Regions from separate parts of the Mus musculus genome. Here region 1 is linked to region 2. A link is a contact called in public promoter capture Hi-C data. All regions are on one chromosome and are shown on one strand. Each heading gives the region's core, a stretch centred on a gene start, on an enhancer-like site or on the middle of the called end of the contact. The rest is flanking DNA. Distances are from core to core; before and after follow the strand shown.

What was found. Promoter capture Hi-C pulls out the DNA fragments that hold promoters and counts their contacts.
Region 1: a contact with region 2 is called in a promoter capture Hi-C map of the 3T3-L1 cell line, with 5 times the contacts expected there. The contact joins two enhancer-like sites. A contact is called at or near these places in 3 of 39 promoter capture datasets (the 3T3-L1 cell line and 3T3-L1-derived adipocytes), 6 of 484 Hi-C or Micro-C datasets (CD4 T cells, adipose-derived mesenchymal stem cells, cranial neural crest and 1 more), 1 of 115 datasets of contacts at active chromatin or transcription factors (craniofacial prominence) and 1 of 9 other capture datasets (pancreatic islet).

What each region holds. Positions count from the first base shown.
Region 1 is chr12:34,150,588-34,156,844 of GRCm38.p6, reverse strand. The region is part of intron 24 of Hdac9 (histone deacetylase 9); the gene reads left to right. Among named protein-coding and RNA genes, the nearest start is that of Gm51984, 61 kb to the left of the region's middle. Within about 2 kb of position 1,309, at least 12 of the 459 cell types and tissues checked have an H3K27ac peak or open chromatin away from gene starts, as enhancers often do.
Region 2 is chr12:33,959,807-33,965,872 of GRCm38.p6, reverse strand. Twist1 (twist basic helix-loop-helix transcription factor 1) reads right to left here. Exons shown (of 2, transcript NM_011658.2): 2 at 6,042-6,066. Among named protein-coding and RNA genes, the nearest start is that of Twist1, 5.2 kb to the right of the region's middle. Within about 2 kb of position 3,237, at least 15 of the 459 cell types and tissues checked have an H3K27ac peak or open chromatin away from gene starts, as enhancers often do.

The DNA of each region.
Region 1 (6,257 bases), core at 60-2,559, 190 kb before region 2:
TAGACATGTCAAAGGAAAGCAGCCACTTTTGACTGCTCAGGATAGAAACAAGGAATAAAAGAGAGGGGATATGTTGTTGAGCCAGGGATTATGCTATAGCCAGCATAATTCATGGTCTTTTCCAGCATGGCCTTCTGAAACTAAAAGGAAAGATGTTTACTGGAGTCTTTCAAAGAGATTTTGTGTGTCCACGCATGCATACATATATGTATTTCTCTCTGGCAGCACTGTCATGTGATTTTAAGTGCAGCTGAAAGAGAAAGATGAAAGCATTGGTGGGGGAAGTGACAGACAGGCAAAGATTCTGCAGCACAGACAGTCAGGACCAGGTAACAGCGCGGGATTTATTGTGCTTCTCGACCTCCTTCCAACCCTGACCTTGTGGTATTTCGATGAGTCTCTCTGATCTGTCTTTCACAGTGCATACTTGTAATATCCAGTGGTCCCTTTAGACTCTATTATCTCAGGTTCAAAGTAGGTTGCAAGCTCTGTTCACTTATTTGCAGTTTCCTGAGTCTACTATAAACAGCTTTCGGAGGAGATTTTTAGTCAAAAATATTCCCCATCCCCATAGTACCATCCATCGTGTACTGTATTCTCCTTTTTGCTCTAGTGCAATTATCTAAATAAGGCACATATAAGAGTCCCTAAAACCATATCATTGCCCAAGTAGCCAACAGAAGGAATCTTTTATTAAATGGAGCTAATTTCACCAAAGTGCCTAAAGAAAATGGGAGTGTCTGCTACTTGGGGCTGTTCCAGGAAGGTCGTCTGCTTTTAAAAGCTGCGTTTCATTAAGGATCTGTGATGGTCACTGGAACTTTGCCTGTTGTTTTACTCAGTAGTCTCTGGGGGACTATTTGGCACTAGGGTGCAAAATGAGCTCAGCAATTAGGGAAAGACACCACTGCAGGCACTAGAGTAAATCACTGCGGCAGCCGACTTCACAGAGTAAGTACCAGGCCAATGTAATAGCTCAAGGATGCTGGGGAGTCTGGCTTCTCTTCTTTCCAGTGCATTCTGGTCCGGCTCCTGCTGTCATAGCCTCAAGGGGTGCTTTCAGGTATTTGGCAAGTAGAAGGTCAATTTCAACCAACTTTTCAGGCCAACAGAATCGATCACCAAATGTTTAGAACAGTCATCCCCTGAAAGTAGAAAACTTGCACACTAGCTATGTCTGTTTGTTTAATCTGGCCCTAGAGATGCCTACACACAAAACAAACACTGGAATTGTGACAAGTTAGCAGGGTCTGGGTGGTGGAAGCACTTCCTCTGGGGTATGTGGATTCTTCCAGGGATCTGTTTGATGACTTTGATGTAGTGAAGGGAGGACATGAAGAGTAACTCTTTACCTTCACCCACTTCTATAATCCTTACCTCAGACCCTCCTAGGTTGAATAACTCATTTTACTCCTAGGAGTGGTAGAAAACAATTAGAGAAAATTATCATCTTTCAGACCTACGTCTGTGTGTCTCCTGGCCTCAGCTAGGAGAGGCCAATCACAGCAAGTTCAAGGCCAGCCTCCCCATGGCAGAGCGAGTTGCGGTAATCCAAACTCAGAAAACAAAAAGAAATGAAAAAGAAAGGAACCTCGGTGAGCATGCACTGTGGTGTTAAGGACTAAGAAACAGCAGAGAGTGTTCTTTCCAGTCTTCCTTCAGGCACCAAGAATCTGACTGTTTAAAGAACCCTATCTGGTCATCTTCAAATGGAAATGGAAGTGTTCGGCTCACTAATACAGCTCTGCAAAATTCTCCCTCTAGAGTAGCAAGAGACACAAGACTGGTAATAAATGCTTACAATGTAGAATAAAATCAATCACTCCTACTTATTCTTTGTAACAAGATCGTCAGATAAGCAGCTTTGCTGTGACACCCCATTTCCAGAGCAGGAAACAAAAGCATAAAAACAGCCAGAGCTATGAACAGCTGGGGTTTGCAACTGGAATGTATTTCCTATTTATGCTCATATGACAAACTGATCTCTCTCTCTCTCTCTCTCTCTCTCTCTCTCTCTCTCTCTCTCTCTCTCTTTCTCTCTCTCTCTCTGACATTTCCACTGGTATTTCTTCTGTCCCAGAGTGACGTCTTGTATATAGAAAGCATAAATTTCTCTCCCCCTTGAGGAAGCTAGACCCTGACTTGCAAAACTGTACAGAAGTAACTTGGTCCTTGAATACCAGTTTGCTCCCATCATCATCTCTCTCACAGGGACTTGGTTAACGAAGGGCACACAGTACAGGTAAATGAGAGTGACCACACCAACAGAAATCCACACTGGGCTTAGTGGTGCAGGGGTATCATATAGTTAAACTGCTTGAGAGACTCGGACACAAGGACTGTTTCAGCCACAGCATGCGTGAGTTCAAGATCAACAACTGAAGTGAGATTGTTCCAAAGCTTTAAAATGTAATACGAAGGCTCAGTAGTCAAGTGCTTACTGACCACGAGAGGTCATTGATTTAATCCCCATGTTGGGGGCTGGGGTGTTCAGAGGATGTAGAAGGCAAAGGAAGGTGGATCATATTCTGAGCTGCTCATACAAGGCTATGAAAATCTGCATAGGATGGTTGATAAGACCTGGCTTGTGAATTTAAATATGGGGTGCTAATCAGAAGCTGCTTGCTCTGCTATTCATAGCTTCCCTTTGCCTACGTAGGGGTCATCAGATGGCTGAATTTAAGAAGCTTGTTTACTCCAGACCCTCATTGTTTTTAAATGCCATTATTCTTCTCCTGTCTCCAGACTGTAGTCAGTTATTGCTCCTCCTATCTACTTCTTCTCATTTCGTTTTATTCTGAAGTTGAGTGTTGAATGCGTACACAGAGTTTCAAGTGGGTAAAAAGATTGAGAAAACAAAATTATCTTTTTTGTTATCTATGTGATTCAGGTAGTGACAGCAGAAAGTCACCACACTTGCAACTTTGGTGCCCAGCAACTGTGTCCTTGGCTTTCCTTTCACTTAGATGGTGAAGGCGGTGGAAAGCAGAGATAATGCTGCAAACAGTGGACAGATAACTGCTCACTGCAGGGACACAGCTTGTAGAGCTTCACAGTTATCCTTTGCAAAATGGGCTGGCTTTAGGATAGTGATTTAACTGAAAACTCTGCTTTCTTCCTCATAATTATCATGAGTTTGATGATGTTTGAGTGAGTGAATCAAGCCAGAAAGAAAAATAAAGATGAGTAAGTCTTCTCTCACAGACATACATTGCACACCTCCTGTATGCCCGGTGAACTGGTAGATTTGGAGTAACATCATTCTAAAAATAAAAACTAGTAAGCTGTGCTCTCATACAGTTTATATTTAGATTATTTATGTGGTACTCATGTGTCCATTTAAATTAAAACTTAAATTATTTCAAAGACTTGGTAGTCATGTAAAGATATCTACTACCACATTAGAAATCACAGATGCAGAACATTTTGCCTTATTGGAGAACGGCCTTTTGGAGGAGTCTGGTAACTAAAATCTAAACAGAATGAAAAAATACAGTTTAATAAAAGTTGTTGTTCAGCTAACAAAGACTAAGGCGAGAATACAGTCTAGTTATATTAAAGAAGTGAGAATCATGATTTTCTAAGGGGTGATCAGAGATGGCTCCATTTACAGATGGCATTCGCATGCAAAGCTGAAGAGGATGAGACAAGAAGATAGAACCATCATCGAGAGGAGTCGTTAGACTTAGAAAGGCAAGAACAGAGAGCCAGGGAACAGGAGCAAGCATGAGGTGGGGTGACAGAGAGTGTTGAGAGGAGGGTACACTTAGGTTTATTGTGAAGGTGACTGAGTGCTACTTGGCCAAACTCCATTAGGGTTAGTTGGAGTAAATGCTGACCTCAGGGTTGGGATCCATGTACTGCACAGAGAGGAGTTGCTGATGACCTGATCAGGAAAATGTGTGGAATCCGTTTGACTATGATAATAAGGTATTTATCTTTGAAAATGCCAAGTTTAAGATACCCCTTGGATATCCTAGCGAATATGTCAAGAAGGCAATTGGATGCATTTTGAGTTCAGGATAGATCTTAAGCCAGACAAAGTTATAAGCCCTGCTGAGATCACTGAGGGGGTGAGCTCAGGCTAAGAAGTGACTTAGAGATGGAGGCTAGAGGAAGTTAAGCATTAACATTACAGTGTCCACAGGAGGAGCCCACAAGAGGTCAAGGCTCACTGGCAGCATGCACCCTTCTGCTACCCAACAGAAGCTGACATTACTGCAGCCATGACAACAGAGTCAGAGCTAGAAAGATAGGAGGCAGTGGTGAGGACCACAGGATGCAAGGTAGATGTTAAGGAAGAATGCAAATGATTACAGGTAAAGATAACAAGGTGCCATCAGATGAACAGTTCATGACTTGCATTTCCGTCCATAAACTTTAGATTTTACTAGGTCTGCATACATCTCAGTGAGTCTTATCTCTTCATGAAGCTAGGCATTGTTGATGAATACAACTAGTTGTCACTTAAATTTAATATGGGGAAATGATAGGATGGCATATCGTGCTACTCCAGCAAAAACGCTGGGTCTTTTTCTTTCTGTGGGGCTGTGGGAGTTTGCATTCCATCCAAGGCTCTAGCGCTACCCAGTTTCCATGGCTTTTCAGTTGCAAATTTTAAATACAAGCTTTGTAATGACATGACATTATTTAATTATAGTTATATAATTCTTAAATAAATATATTTCTAGACAGGAAAGATGATTTTGTCCTTGGTGTGGACTCTGTACTCTTTTTTTTTTCTACACAGCCTTAAAAAAGTCCATCTGTTTTCTCAAACCATCAAAGAAACTTTTGAAATGAGAGAATAAGGACTCGACTCAAGCAAAAAGGGAAAACTCAAGACAATACTTTCTTTTTTCATTTGTAGGAAAGTCCATTATTTATGATGATGTTATATATGAAAACTATTAGTTGGGCATACATCTAAAGTTTATTTCATATATAATTTTGTTTCCAGAATAGATGAACAGAATCCCTATTTACAAATGCATCTTTAACATGATTCCTAAAACCCAATTAGTCTTGACATATAAATGTGTAAAAATTCTGTTTTCCCCCCCTGGGGTGAAGATTTATTGATGGTCAATCATAGGGGGAAAAAATCACACACACACACACACACACACACACACACACACACACACACACAAAGACAAACTATGTTGTGATCCAAGCAAAATCTGTATATTTCCCAGAAGTTTACAATGACTTTGATAAAGCACTCAGTCAAGTCAGGCAGGACTCATTCTCCATCATCCTTAATAGCAGGAGGTAGGAGCTTATCTTCACTAAGTGCCCTGGATGTCAGGCACCACATAAGTAACCAAAGAATCAGTAGCGTTGGTCTATGGGAAGCCTCAAGTTCAAAGGGACCAGAGACATCCTGTTTGGTGTTGTATTTCACTTGTGCTGCTAAAACTGCCCAGACGCCCTTCGTCTTTTCCTTTTTAACCTTGAGCTGATCTTCCAAAGTACAAGAAACTCCTAAGTCAAACTAATCATTTCCCAGTTAAGTCCGAGGATTTTATTTTTACATATAAAAGTCTTTCTATATAAAAATTTAGTCATAGGCCACTCCTGAGGACTTGTGGCTCGTCACGGAGAGCACTGCCTCAGGACAGCTCTGGGAGAGTGTAAGTTTTGCTCCTGAGACTTTCATTCAAAGGAGCATGTCTAGAAAAATGACAGGAAAGAGAGTTAAATGCTAGCCTGTCCAATGCTAAAAATTCATTTGCAGTGCCCAGGCCAAAGCAAGAAAGCAGAAGGTATTCTGAGCTCGCTCCAGAAACAATAACATTATAAAGATTCAGTAACGTCCATTCATTCTGTTCAGAAACCAGATGCTCAATGTTAAAATTTTAAACTCTTCAAATTTAAAACCTCGACTTTTAACTTTTTTTTCCTCTGGTATTTCCTAGATCATGTTTTTACTAACATTTTCTATTAAAATTAATTGTGGGAAAATATTGTATGACTGAAGAGTTCTGAAATTGACTTAGTGGGTTTTCTTGTGCATTTGTTTACAGCAGTGTGTTAAGTAAGTGTGACAACATGTCATGTTGCTTGCCCTTACTGGGTAGATGTTGACAGCGTCTCCCAAGTGATGACTTACCAAGTAGAACTTGAGGGTCAGAGAGAACCTGAGTTCTGCTAAAACTCTGGACTCCGCCTTTCCCTTTGTATTAGATTACACTTGGAAGAGAATGTGCTTATATCACAATTTCTAAAATCCATGTATACGTCACTGACAAATT
Region 2 (6,066 bases), core at 1,988-4,487:
TTCAAAGTACAAATGGGATTTACAAGAACATTTTAAAGAATACTGTCAGGGAAGGCAGGACTCTGCCCCCAGGAGTGGATTGCCAGACTGTCTCAGAGCTGTACCCACAGGACTCTAAGGGATCTCGTCTCACTGCTAAATCTGCAGTGGGGAAATGGTTTCCACAAAAGTCCCCAGCCCTTTAAGTTACAGAGTAAAACAGGAGAGGAGGAGGGAGGGAGGGAGGGAGGGAGGGAGAGAGAGAGAGAGAGAGAGAGAGAGAGAGAGAGAGAGAGAGAGGGAGAGAGAGGTTGTATGGTGGTATGTTTTAGAAAATGAAGACCTGGAAGTCCCCCAAAGAAATCTTTATATTGGTGGGGGGTCAAGGGGGGTTCAATCTAATGTTTCCTTGAAGAGCAAGCAAATCCAAGGGGGGGGGGAGGATCTGTTTACAGGGTCAGAATCCAAGATGTTTAGGGGCTATAACCAGATAAGAATATATGCACCCCAAAGCAGTGCACCCTGGTGACATGGTTTAGATAGGATTCAGAAGGTACTGAGACTAAATGCTATGAAAGGACCTGCCTGTTTATCTGGTTATGGGTATTGAAAATTTTGGTTACCCGTTAATGGCATCTCTTTGAATTCTCACTCTCTCAGCTTGGAGGAAATTCTAAGAACAAGATAAACCCTAAAATTGGATTTAATGTTGTGGAAGAAAATTTTACTCTAACTCCTTAAGTTTTTGTTAAAACATAAAGCCCTACAGAAAGCTATATAATAAATAAGCCAGATGCAGTATAAATGATTTAGGGATGTGTTGCAGTTACCAAAAAAAAAAAAAAAAAAAAAAAAAAAAAAAGAGGCATAGCACAGTTACCTTACATTTTTACTGTATAGACAGCAAACATTTAAACTCTTGCTGTGTGTTGAGATCCTGGCATGGCCACACATTAGTATTAACAAGGCCTTCCATGATCATCCCTCTTAAACTCAGAAAAGGGAATCTTATTCATTTCCCAAACTGGGTAACTGTTAATTCATTTAAATTGTGTTTATAGGCCAAGCTTCCATCTCCTGTGGAGGAACAGGTATCTTATGTGCACAAGTCTTTTGAAAGAACAAATCCCTTTTCAATCAAAGCAGTCTCTTGCCTTGGTGAAAGCCTCTCCCCAAGGATGCAAGGATCTCCAGAGCAATGGTTCCCAGCCCCAGGAGGGAAGATCACATGCTCATCTTTCAGCCCATCCAAGCATCTTGGAGCTTTAGAGTCTGTCAAGCCTCCTGCTCGCTTATCACTCTCTACCCCTTCAAATAGGCAATTGATTAGTTTCAGCTTTTCCAAACCGAGACCAGATACTTTGCTCAGGATCAAATGCAAAGAAGAAGGGAGAGAAACTTGGGAGGTGGGGAAAGGGACATGAGGAAGGAAAACAGGCAAGCTGAGGAGAAACAAAGGCCTGGCTGGGCAGGGAAGAATCGGGGATTTCAGGAAGAGGCAGTTAAGATGGACCTTCACTTCCTATGAGTGAGTATTTAAGAGAGAAGATAGATATTAAAAAAAAAAAAAAAAAAAAAAAAAAAAAAAAAAAAAAAAAAAAAAAAAAAACAAAGGTTGTTGATTTATGCCTGGATTTCCCTGCAAGCCTTCCTTGTGCTTAAGGGCGTGGCTCCACTTGCGACTTTCACATCTGTTCTCTTCACGTGACATTTCATAAAAGCTTTAACATCTGGGCAAGATAAACTTCCTCAAGTACCTGCCCGACCTTTCACTTGTCACACCCGCTTCCCCAGCCAGTCCCTTCTACCTCTGCCTTGGGCCTTAGGGGCCATTTCCTTGCTATTCTTTGTTCTAGTCCCTCATTGCTCCAGCCCTCAAGTCAAAACTCCTGAAAAAAATTAAAAAAACGCCCCCCTCCCAGTGATAACCTTTGCTAAACCCAATTTCCTCAGCACACCCATAGATCTCCCACCTGGAGGACCACTCTACAGGTAGATAAAACGGCAATTGCCTTGCCCTACGGAAAAGTCATTTTTCGATTCGGGCTCCAGACCAAAACCAAAACAACAAAACAAAACCTGCCTGGGAAACAACACTCACACTCACACTCACACACAACTCGTGTCAGCTCACATCTCACTCCTCTTCACCTTCTTCGGTACAACCGGAAAGAGGGTGGGTGATGTTGGTGTCCTTTCGCGGTGCCTTCCCTCTATCTGGTAGACCCTTAGGCTGCCTGTTTTACATAAATGTAATTTCACTCGTTCCGCTCCCAATCTCCCCTCCCCACCCCCACCCCCACCCCCAAGAAAGCTGCCTTCTGGAAGGAATGTTTTCAGCACTGCCTTTTCCTTTAATAGTCTGAAGTTTTGTTCCTTTGGCCTCAGCCTAAGTCACATGTTGCAAAAAAACGACAACACCAGTTTGGTAAGAGGGAAAAGAAGAAACAGAACATAGTCCACATAAACAATAAAGAAGCCACTGACGGCCTTTACTGCAGCAAACCCAAATGATCTTGTTGCAGGGCGCCCACGAAATCCCCACTGTAATTGACTGTTTTCCTTGAGGTTTTCTGACCATGTGCTTTTTTGCTATTCTGCTATGATTCTGGTACAAGAAGATGCTTGTAGACGATGCTCACATCCCGACCTTTCCTGAGGCTTAATTTGCTGGCCTTTATCAAGGGAGAGAAAATGAAGCAGTTCGGCGTATGGCAGTGATTGTAACTTGCCCCACCTTCCAGCGACCTGCCATAGGCTCCTTTTTACTTTATAGACATCTGGGAATTCCATATATGCCTCAAACTCCAATTACACACCTTCTTCAAAGGATGCGTGCTTTGATTTGCTAAGAACATTAAGCGGGGGTTGCGTCTTGGGGCCTGGAAACAAAAGAGAATGGAAACCGCACCCAGTACTAGGCTTAGTAGGTCTGTCTTTTGCTGCCCACTGAACACTGAACAGAAAATCAATCCTATTTGTATTTTCGATAGTCGCTTTCCAAGGACTAGTCGGGGAAATAATGGGGTTGTCGCTGTTAAAAATAAGGAAGAAGAATCTTCCATTGTGCTGGAGCGCTTCTACTTTCACTGCTGCTAGGGGTGGGGCACTCTTTATGACACATTAACAGAAATTTCTGGAAAAGTGGCCCCTGGGGATTCCCTTCCCGACCCCCACTTTGTCACTAATGCCGGCCTGTCTTTGGAAATTTGATGTTGGGTCTTTGCCTGTGTCTGTATCTGTTTCCCCGTGCTACCGCTGACACTTGGCGCAGCGGCCTCGAGCAGCGGCCAGAGGCCCAGAGTGGTGGGTCCGTGCCATCCACAGAGAGCAGCGACATTGACACTTTCTCAACAAGGTTGGCCAGATTGCCACCCACACTGGGTAGCCTCAGTTGGTGCCCCTCTGGTGCACCCTATGCAGGTGAGACCCTCCTTCCCCACGGAGTTCTGTTTGGGTTTCCGTGGCGTTTGTTCCCCCCGCAGTTTTGTTTGTTTTTCTTCAAATTACAGATGCAGGGAAAACCGCCTGACATCATGAGAGCGGGACAAATGCTCACTTTGAAGGATTCCTGGGCAGGACTTCAAGTGAAATCATATGCCTGAGAAGAACTTGATACTGGTCTAGAGAAAATAACTAGTTCTGACTTTGCCAAACTATGGAATGTGCAAAATGCTCTACTTTTTTGCAAGAGGCCAAGTGTCCCTTAAAAAGCTCCCTTAGAGACCAAAGACCCCAGGGGCAGGAAGCCGGTGCCAGTCTTGAAAGTGGGAAGAAAGTACACAGGTTGTGAGTTTCTATTTGAGGTTATTTTATTAATGTGTGACACTTTGGGTAAGGGGTCTCCAACGGTGCCTCAATTATCTATACATTGCTTAATGTGTACACAGGCGCGCACACACACATACATACACACACACACACACACACACACACACACACAATGTGTGTGCCTGAGCACACTTAATGCTATAGTCGAAGGTTTATCAATTGGAGAAAATTATAAACAAGACAAAACAACTATTTCCAGAGTAAAAATAAATTCAATTCTTACATGGAAGATCACTTAGCATAATTCTTCCTCTTAGCCACAGCATTGTGGTTGGGAGACAAAAGACAGGAGTCGAAGCACTTTACTTGATGTTATTTAGCATCTCTGTGATAAACGGGTAATTTAGCCAAGTATATTTTAAACAAAGGTAACTATCATCAAAATAATGAAATGAGAGTAACCAGAGAGGTGAACAAACAGGTCATTTCTACTATGAAGAGTAGAGCATTTTTCATTGCATTAGAGGAGGTGAGAGTAAAGAAATAACTTTGCAAGCTTACACTCTTGAAGATTATATTCTAGGAAGCAATTTCCGCCACAAAGTTGCCTCACTTAAATAAAACTACTCAAGAGCTTTTCAAAAAAAGTCTATTTTTATGAAATTCCGGGAGAAAATATTCTGCCCTTTTCCTATTACTGTCAGTATGGGATCGCCTATCCCCGGTTTTCTTTCATAAAAAGAAAAAAAAGTGGAAATAAAGAGACGAATGTGAGCTACTCTTTCCTTAAGGGTCCAGCATTAGGATAGCATTTACCTTCTCAGCCACGATGGGACTTCCCTCTTGGTGAACTTCAAGACATCTGAAATATCAAATAGTCAGACCAGGCTAGTGAGCATGGATGCTTCCCCAAGAACATCTGGAAAATGGGCACAATGGGACAGCTCTTGCAAGAGGAAATTGTCATCTTGGCATCTCCCTCATCCTTTTAGGACTCTTTACAGTTTTATCTTACACACATACAATCCACAACCACCACGGATGCACCACACACAATCAATTGCCCTTTCTTTTTCACTATAAGGTTAAATGATTAGCAAAAATTTAAAAACAGAATAGCAAAACAAACCCAGTAACTCACTAAGCTTTCACTAATATTTTACTATAACTGGAGGCTCCTTATTGTAAAATGTGGCCTAAAAATATTCACAACAATTATCTTACAATGGTGTCATGGCAACATTTGGTACTGTTGTGTGAAGAGTGAAAGAAAAACCTTCAGGTAATAAAATAATCTCCAGTTATGTAAATGCAATTTACCTGGAGATGCAGGCTTATCTAAGTGATTGTGTGCATTAGGCACCTCAATCATTTCCAGCCTGGAAAACCCCTGTTTGTATGTGAATGTATTAACATGGTCAAAAAATTAAGGACTAAACCGATTTTTAAAAATCACTAGTTTAATGGTTAAAAACAAAGACAAAAACTATGCTTTTGTCCCAGAAATATCCTGACAGAAATAAAACCCAGCACCATCTGTCCTTGTTTTACGGAGCTTCAGGTGTGTGTGTGTGTGTGTGTGTGTGTGTGTGTGTTTGTGTGTGTGTACATGGTCCTAACTAGAGGCTGAATTAAGAATTATACTCGCTCCTGAAATTACAAGGGATACCAAAAATTTGGTTATTTATTTTACCCCACAGATGTATATTCTGTATGTATATTTTAGGAGAACGATTTCCATAGAGTTAACATTAATAGAGCAAATGTTTTTTCTTTTTTAACCAATATGACGGTGGCTATCATTCATTCACTCAAGAAGTAAGCAATCACACAACTGTCTCTTGATGATTTAAGTTTTCTACATAGATAAAGTATATATACATATATAATGTATGTATTGTTTTCATTAGCACATTGGCATTTCTCAGAAATGGAAATGAAGGAAAAGACAAAAATCCATAGTGACAAGGAAATAAAACTGGTATCACATTGCTTATTTCAGTGCTTTAGTTCGGTAAGAAGTAGGTGTTAGCAAATCTGTTCAACCTTTGCTGCCCCAAGAACTAAGGCATGGAGAGGCTGTGAGCCCTGCTGAACGCCAAGCTGTAATAATATTAGAGCTGTCTTTTAAATAGCTGGCTGTCTCCGTCAGTAGCTGGTTTATTTGAAGTTTTCACTTCTTTGTTTATATTAGTCCCCCAACTCCCTCCTAGATGCCCCTAGAGTTAAACAAACAAGTATTTACCACCAAGTTAATTCTGAGTCTTAAAAATATAGACCAAACTTTAAAGTTCTTAAAATTTTTCAATCATATTT